Regions from separate parts of the Zea mays genome. Here region 2 is linked to region 1. Evidence: chromatin contacts called from public Hi-C data. All regions are on one chromosome and are shown on one strand. The core of a region is the stretch at or near the end of the contact, and the rest is flanking DNA. Distances in the headings are between cores, read along the strand shown.

The links. A called contact is a pair of places that touch in the nucleus more often than the background predicts.
Region 2: a contact with region 1 is called in a Hi-C map of tassel, with 2.1 times the contacts expected there. The contact joins the promoter of LOC100282385 here to the promoter of LOC100383248 in region 1. A contact is called at or near these places in 2 of 25 Hi-C or Micro-C datasets (endosperm and tassel).

Annotation. Positions count from the first base shown.
Region 1 is chr3:232,250,367-232,254,876 of Zm-B73-REFERENCE-NAM-5.0, reverse strand. LOC100383248 reads right to left here and starts at 1,463. Exons shown (of 7, transcript NM_001361979.1): 1 at 1,018-1,463; 2 at 874-942; 3 at 1-69. The coding sequence starts at 1,440.
Region 2 is chr3:232,433,273-232,437,598 of Zm-B73-REFERENCE-NAM-5.0, reverse strand. LOC100282385 (ubiquitin carboxyl-terminal hydrolase 6) reads right to left here and starts at 1,396. Exons shown (of 18, transcript NM_001368950.1): 1 at 1,308-1,396. The coding sequence starts at 1,317.

The DNA of each region.
Region 1 (4,510 bases), core at 214-2,713:
ATTTTGCATAGCAATTGGCCATGACTGGGCTTGGATAGGTGTTGGGCTTGCGAATCCAGCACGTTGTATCTACAAAAAGTAAAATGGGGGGAAAGCAACAAACAAGGGCAAAGTAAGGACAATAGAAGAATTAATATAAGCGCATAAATTTGGTTAAAATATCCCTTTTTAACTCTTCATTGCGCAAATAAAGACAATGCATGAGGACAATTTAAGGCCATACGAATAAAATGTGTCCACAATGTGTAGACTTGCGGACACAAGGCGAAGTAGAAAAGGCTCTAACAGAATCCGTGGAGGCGCTCAGGCATGGATAGTTGATCCACGAGGCCCCTTGCAGCAGCTGCCACCCGATCCTATATATGGATGGACGTTGACAGCCTGGGCCAGACCTCCACGGGTCAAGCCCCAGAAGAGGCCCCATCATCCATGGGGGGAGCCTTCCAAGAACCGGACGCAGAGCAACAAATCGGCCACCGTGGGTGTCACGAGTGGGTGCCCCTTCGCGCAAAGGGCAGCCCCTCGAGGAAGGAGCGAGCAGCCTCAGGAACTCACCCACCTTGGCAGCTCCATCAACAAGACCTGCCCTCAGCCAGTCCCACTTATAGATTGGCCGAGGGCACGTGAGGCAGCATACGACATTAGCTCCACCTCAGAGCAGATATCGCATCTGCCACAGATATGGAGATAAGCAGTTGGTACACGAGCCCTGATTTAGCACAATGAAGCAAATAAAGAGACAAGCAGGCAACTGGAGCACGTGTCCACGATCCATTTAGCTCGCCATATTTGAAGACCTTTATTCCTCGCATGCGACTCTGTTAGGGTTAGAGTTAGATCATGAGTTAGGTGGGTTCACCCACTGAATCATACCTCCTTCAGAATTTCTGACGGGAAGCCACCAGCCTCAAATGAAGTTATTGGAGTCGGCACATTATCCCCCTGCAGCAAGATGAGAGAGTACGAGTTTGAGCTGCATCTAACATTGTAGCAGATGTGGCAGCGTAGAATTCATACCGTGACGGTGATCTCATGGCGGCGGCGGTATGCCTCGGTGGAAGGATCGTCGGCGACGGCTACCGGAGCCGGATGGTGGTGGGAAGACGCCGTCTTGGAGGACGCGTGCTCGTCGTGGCGCCTGTCACGGTCACGGTCGCGGTCCCTGTGGTCGCGCCGGGGTGGGGTGCGGGATCGGGATCTGGACCTGTCGCGGCGGTCGCGGCTCCGTGGAGGCGGGGGTGGCAACGGAGGCGGAGGCGGGAGGAGCTGGCTCTCGGGGGGCACAGGCCGCTCGTACTGCGTGACGTTCGTCTCCGGGTTCCAGTAGTAGAGGTAGCCGGTGGTGCCGTCGACGAGGCCGCGCCACGGCTTGGGCAGCGTCGGGTCATCCGGGGCGTACCGCGGGGCCGCGCGCCCGGATGAGCCAGTCCCTCCTGACATCAGATCTGGCCGGATCTTTGGTCTCCAGGCTCCAGCGACGGCTGCTCCGCGGAGGCCGCCGAGGACGGACGAGATGAGGGCTCTGTGGCGACGGCGGCTAGGTACAGGCCGATGCGAGGGTTTCGGATTTGTGTCTTTTTGCCCCACTAATAATATTCAGCCGTGCTCTCGTTTTATTGCGCTTCTAGGTGCTAGCGGAATCGTGGTCGATTTGGAATGTTGCAACTAATTTCCAACTCAAGCTCACACATCTCCAACAATATCATTCAGGGTTGTTTGGTTATTATGACTAAAGTTTAGTTTATTTATTTAAATATTAATTATGAGTACTAAATATAGTTTAATTATAAAAATAATAACACAACTAAAAACTAACTATCCAGATAAATTTATTAAACTAATTAATCTATGATTAGCAAATGTTTACGGTAGCATTTTGAGCATTATGTAATGATATGACATAGACCAACTTCTCATATGATTGTAAGCACTTACATTTTTTACATTTTCTAGAGAGCGTGATTACTTTTGTTGGGTTTCTCGCAAAACAACTTTGTCACACTCGGATTCAAAGTCAAAAATAGATGCATCTTAAATGTGCGCTAGAATCAAGTCCACACATACAATGACTCAGTGTATAGAGAAGAATGACATGATATTTATTACATAACATGAATGTTTTAAAAATAATTGATAATAAATTAAATCGAACTAAAATAACCATCTCCAAGGCGTCGTAGTTGACTAGGAGACAACGTCTAGATGTCATCGAACTCATCGTAGTAGTCCTCCTCTTGTGGTGTCTGCTCTTGACCATGTGTGATTATAGCAAGGATGGGCTCTCATGCAATCATCGCTCAGCAAGTGTGGGTAAAAGTGTTGTCGGGTACCGTAATTAAGGGTACCCCCAACACTCCTAAACACGGATGGTAAGCACCATCAGCACAAACTGCAGAGACCTCGTCTACCAAGGGACGCAATCTCGCCTCGCCCAACCCCGGCCTCGGGCGGGAACAGTAGTCCCGGACGAATTCACACCTCGCCCGAGGGCCTCCTCAGGCAGTGGACGCACCCCCGGCTCGCCCGAGGCCCAGCTCGGGCAGGCTTCATCGAGAAGCAACCTTGGCCAAATCGCCTCACCAACCGACCATATCGCAGGCGCATTCAATGCGAGGATCGTCTGACACCTTATCCCGACACGCGTGCCTCAGTCGGCAAGGTCGAAGTGACCGCAGTCACTTCGCCCTTTCACTGACCGATCTGACAGGAAAACAGCGCCGCTCACCCCGCTCCGACTGCTGTGCCAGCCACCCGGGCAAGGCTGACAACAGCAAGTTCAGCCTCGGGCGCAACAGGAAGCTCCGCCTCGCCCGACCTTAGGCCTCGGCCTCGGGAGGAGGTCTCCGCCTCGCCCGACCCCAAGACTCGGCCTCAGCCTCGGCCTCGGGAGGAATCGCGTCCTCGCCCGACCCCGGCCTCGGCCTCAGGAGAAGTCTCCGCCTCGCCCGACCTAGGGCTCGGACCGACCGCGTCATGGGGGATACATCATTACCCTACCCCTAGCTAGCTCAGGCTACGAGGGAACAAGACCGGCGTCCCATCTGGCTCGTCCTGGTAACAGGTAATGATGGCTCCCCGCGTGCGTCCGTGACGACGGTGGTTCTCATCCCCCTACGGAAGCAAGGAGACGTTAGCAGGATCCTAGCAGCACCGCCAGCTGTGCTTCTACAGGGCTCAGGCACTTCACCCGTCAGCTCGTCCTGACCCCTCGTACCTGAGATGACGGTGCAATCCGCCCCCGACGTGACTTCACCACTACCCATCGATCAAGAGGTACCGTCCGTTTTCCACCCTGTGCCTTTTAGATTCAACTTCGATCCACCAAGCGACCCCGCTTCGGTGAGCACTTTCATAAAGGCATATCCTAACCTTCCGGGGTACCAAATGTGGTCATCCTGGGACCGACTGACGACCGTCTCAACCTACGGGCCCCCGGGTTCCGAGGAAGAAGACGACCCCGACTCCGGTTGGGATTTCTCCGGGCTCAGTGATCCCAGTGCCATGCGAGACTTCATGACTGCATGTGACTACTGCCTCTCCGGTTGCTCTGATGATGGCCACAGCCTTGACGACGAGGGTTGTGGCCCAAGTCGCGAATGTTTCCACGTCGATCTAGGGGGTCACGACGAAGGCAACCACCTCGGTATGCCAGAGGATGACGATCCCCCTGTGCCTGCTTCTCGCGTTGACATCCCACGGGAGCTAGCTGTGGTCCCAGTCCCTGCGGGGGGTCAGGACACACAGCTCGAGCAAATCCGCGAGATGCAGGCCAAGCTCGACGAGGAAGGAGGGCAACTTGTGCAGCTCCCGCAAAACAACGAGCAGGAGTGGGCAGGCCGAGCACTCGCTGGAGAAGCACGTCATCGGGCTCGGGACGTCCAACGTCGTATCGTTGACGATGCCAGGGCAAGGCTGCCCCCGGCCTCCAGCGGGGTCGGCCAGAATCTGGCTGCAGCGGCAATACTACTCCGAGCAATGCCGGAGCCATCCACCACCGAGGGGCGGCGTATCCAGGGAGAACTCAAGAATCTCCTGGAGGGTGCCGCGGTCCGACCCAAAAGCTCTGCCTCCCAAAGGCAAGGGTGCCCCCCGGAGCATCGCGCAACGACTTCCCGACTCATGTGGGAGGCCTCGGTCCACACCGGGCGCACGCGAGACACGACGCCTGCAGCCCCGGATCGCCTCGGCAACGAGCACCACCACCGCGACCGTCAAGCCTGCCTCGACGAGAAGGTGCGCCGAGGCTACCACCCCAGGCGTGGGGGACGCTACGACAGTGAGGAGGATCGGAGCCCCTCGCCTGAACCACCAGGTTCGCAAGCCTTCAGCCGGGCCATACGACGGGCGTCGTTCCCGGCTCGGTTCCTGGCCCCGACTACCATTACCAAGTACTCGGGGGAAACAAGGCCGGAGTTGTGACTTGCAGACTACCGGCTGGCCTGCCAGCTGGGAGGAACGGACGACGATAACCTCATCATCCGCAACCTCCCCCTGTTCCTCTCCGACACTG
Region 2 (4,326 bases), core at 147-2,646, 180 kb before region 1:
GTATTTTTCTTGTTGGGTATGGGTTTGGGCAAGTGATACCCAATGGGTTTTTACCCATTGTCATCTCTACATGAGCTAAATGTAGCCATACAACAATAAGTCACAGCATGCCTGCAAAAACAGAAACCCAAACAATGAAAACAAGGGATATTTTGTTGATTTGCTGGTATTATACAATATCAAAGCAAGTCGGAGTAGCTCAGGCTTATGTCGTCCATATCACCATTTTGGATGTGAGCCATAAACCATTGGTATAAGTGGTGGTGTGTTTAACACTTAGATTAAGCCACAAGCATCCAGAAATATGGGCAATAGGCACACAACTTTGCATGGCCACAGACAAAATTAGGTCCCTCCAAGCACTATGAATCAAAAAACACTTTGCAAGAGGGGACACACAACACATACAATTATTCTAGCCTAGTACCTATAGTCCCTCACTCCCTCTGTCCTTAAGTGATTAGGCTGCCTCCAACAGCACATGCTAAAAACCAGCCAAATCGCTAAATATAGAATAGATTCCCTCCCCTATACCCTCCAGCAAAATCCTTTACAGCGTCCCTTAAATATAAAGGATGTTCATCCTCTATATAGAGATTCTGTACCCTCTCCACTATCCATTTTAATGTTTTAAACAATAGATTAAGCAAAACTACAATATATATTAAACATTTGAGAGTATGACAAATATGTACGTTCAAAAAAAACTAGAGCAAAATATGTCTCTAATATAGTTATTCACGTATAGATTATGCTGCTGGAGAAAAATGAGATATAGAGGAGAAAATCTTTTATTGGAGGCTATAAAGGAGGGATATAGAGGAGTGATATAGAAAACGCTGAGAAGTGATATAGAGAAAGCTGAAGACACCCCATGGACCCAAAAGACACCAGAGCACACATTCGCATGCAGCAAAGGCAAATGCAGCAAGGGAGCCTAGGGCGCCATGTAGCGCCTCCGTGAGCGTGGAGTCTGCCATCCAGAACCAAACCCTATTTTCCCAAGCGAACTTCCGGAACCACCAAAACAATACCGAAGCAACCCGCGACGTTACGGCGCCACAACCGCAACCCATCCCCGCAATCCGATCCCTGAACTTCCCTCGACTAAGAGACAAATCGATTAATCGAACCGAGCAGGGGCCTTCTCCTCTCTCCACGGGCGCACACGGAGCACATATTCGTACAAAATAATAATAACCTACCGCCGATTCGAACCAGAACCGGAGGATGCGGGGGCGACGAGATCGATAGAGGGGGGGGGGGAGGATGGGGACGGAGGCGGAGGAGCGGAGAGAGGAGCTCACCGGTCGGCATGACGGCGGTGCGGTGACGTTGTGGAAACGGGGTTTACTTGCTGGAGGAGAAAGGAATGGGGGCAGCACAGGCACAGGCACAGGCACAGGCACAGGCAATTAAAGAGCCAACAGCGGACGGGCAGCCGATCTTTGATGAGTCTTTCCTACCCCGAGACCACGAGTCATTAATGTTTAATAATATAAGTTAGAGCATCTCCAAGAGACTGGCTAAATACATTGTCAAACTAAATTTTAGCTATTTAATAACAAAATGACTCTCTAACAGACTAGTCATTTAACTTGACAAGCTATCCGCCTCTCTAAATTAACTCCCTCACTAGCAACTCTCACTAGCCAAGCTAAATTCCATGTTAGAGAGTCTGTTGGAATGAGATGTTATATATAGAGTTTAATCTTTATGGAGAGACAAATAAAGAGTCAAATAGAGAGTTAAAAATAAAGAGTCTCTTGAAGTTGCTCTTAGGCTAATCACAGTAGTCATTTCATAACACTCTTTACAACACTGCTACATCATTAAGAGTGTTATAAAACTAAGAATAAAACAATGTCTCTCAATACTAAGAAATCTCATCATGTTGCTCATCATACTTATACTGTATGATTAGTTGCCCGTATCATTTTATTCTGTACCATCGTGTGCGTTGACTTTATGTAAGCTACTGTTTGGTTACATGTACGCGGGAGACGTGGCCTGCGCGAACAGATGCAACATAAGTCATTTCACTTGCATCCGCAGGAACGCCCAAAACTGGCGTACCCACACAGCCACCCTCGCCGGAGCCTGCGCGGTCGTACGCAGGTATCCAATCAAACTGATATTTACAGAAATGAGGCTTCTAGTTTTAGGCATACAATTCATGTAAAGATGTCTAAGAAAAAAGATAGTTGGTGCTTCGAATGAACCTAGTATTTCATTTAAGACCTTTAATGCATATTTGTTCTTACTAACAAATCAGGTAAACTAGTTGTCAAATATGTTGGGGCAAGCAAATGAATCCAAAGACTTGTGTTTGGGTATCCAATGTGCTTGTTTCTAATGTGAAAGGACCCAAAACTGTTTGGGTACCTAAGGACACGGCCTAAATCTGTGTTGTAGGTTTATGCATCCGGTGGAACAAGTTGGATAATCGACAGCGGGTGCACAAACCACATGACAGGGGAGAAAAGAATGTTCACCTCATATGAGAAAAATGATGATCTCCAAAGAGCAATCACATTTGGGTATGGGAATCAAAGTTTGGTCAAAGAATTGGGTAAAATTGCTATATCACCTGACTATTCCATTTCTAATGTATTTCTTGTAGATCTCTAGGTTACAATTTGCTTCATGAGTCTCAATTATGCAAAATGGGCGACAACCGTTTATTTACTGATGTTGATGTTATCGTCTTTAGAAGAAATGATGATTCATTAGCCTTTAGGGGTGTTAGACGGTCAGCTATATTTAGTTGATTTCACTGATGATAATGTTGAACTAAACACTTGCCTAATTGCTAAGACTAATATGGGTTGGTTCTGGCATCGTCGACTTGCTCATATTGAGATAAAGAATCTTTACAAGCTTTTAAACGAGAACACATTTTAGGACTAACCAACGTTCATTTTGAGAAAGACGAGATTTGTAGTGCATGTTAAGCAGGGAAGCAGATTGGAGCTCATCATCCACACAAGAACATCATGACAACCGAGAGGTCACTTGAGCTACTGCACATAGATCTATTCAACCCGATTGCTTACATAAGCATCGGCAGGAGTAAGTATTGTCTTGTAATTGTGAATGACTATTCTCGCTTCACTTGGGTGTTCTTTTTGCAGGAAAAATCACAAACCCAAGAAACCTTAAAGAAATTCTTGAGACGAGCTCAAAATGAGTTCGGATTGATAATAAAAAAGATTAGAAGCCACAATAGAATGGAGTTCAAGAACTCTCAAATTGAAGGGTTTCTTGAGGAGGAAGGCATCAAGCATGAGTTCTCTTCTCCATACACACCTCAACAAAACGGTGTTGTGGAAAGAAAGAATAGAACTCTTATGAATATGGCGAGGACCATGCTTGAGGAATACACGACATCAGATCGGTTTTGGGTGGAGGCGATTAACACCGCCTGCTACTCCATCAGTCGGTTATACCTTCACTGAATCCTCAAGAAAACATCATATTAACTCCTCACTAGTAAAAACCCCGATGTTTCTTATTTTAGAGTTTTTGGGAGCAAGTGGTTTGTTCTTGTTAAAAGAGGTAGAAATTCAAATTTTGCTCCTAAAGCAGTAGAAGGTTTTTTATACTTGGTTATGACTCAAACATAAGGGCATATAAAGTCTTCAATAAGTCCACTGTATTAGTTGAAGTTTCTTGTGACATTGTGTTTGATGAGACTAATAGCTCTCAAATAGAGCAAGTTGATATTGATGAGTTAGATGATGAAGAGGCTTCGTGCATCGCGCTAAGGAATATGTTCATTGGAGATGTGTGTCCACAAGAATCCGAAGAGCCTTCACAAATACAAGATCAACCATCATCTTACATACAAGCATCTCCACCAACTCAAGATGAGGAAATAGCTCAAGAAGAAGAAGATCAAGTTCAAGACAATGAGCCACCTCAAGAAGAAGGCATCGATCAAGGGGATATGGAGTTGATCAAGAAAAGGAGGATGAATAAGAGATTCAAGATCAAAGACCACCTCACCCAAGAGTCCACCAAGCAATTCAACAATACCACCCCATCAACTTCATCCTTGGTGACATTCAAAAGGGGGCAACCACTCGCTCTTGAGTTGCTCATTTTTATGAACATTACTCTTTTGTGTCTTCTATTGAGCCATACAGGATAGAGGATGCACTTAGAGATCCAGACTGGGTGGTGGTAATGCAAGAAGAGCTCAACAACTTCACGAGGAATGAGGTTTGACATTTAGTTCCACGTCCTAACTAAAATATTGTAGGTACTAAGTGGGTATTTCACAACAAACAAGATGAGCATGGTGTGGTGACTAGGAACAAAGTC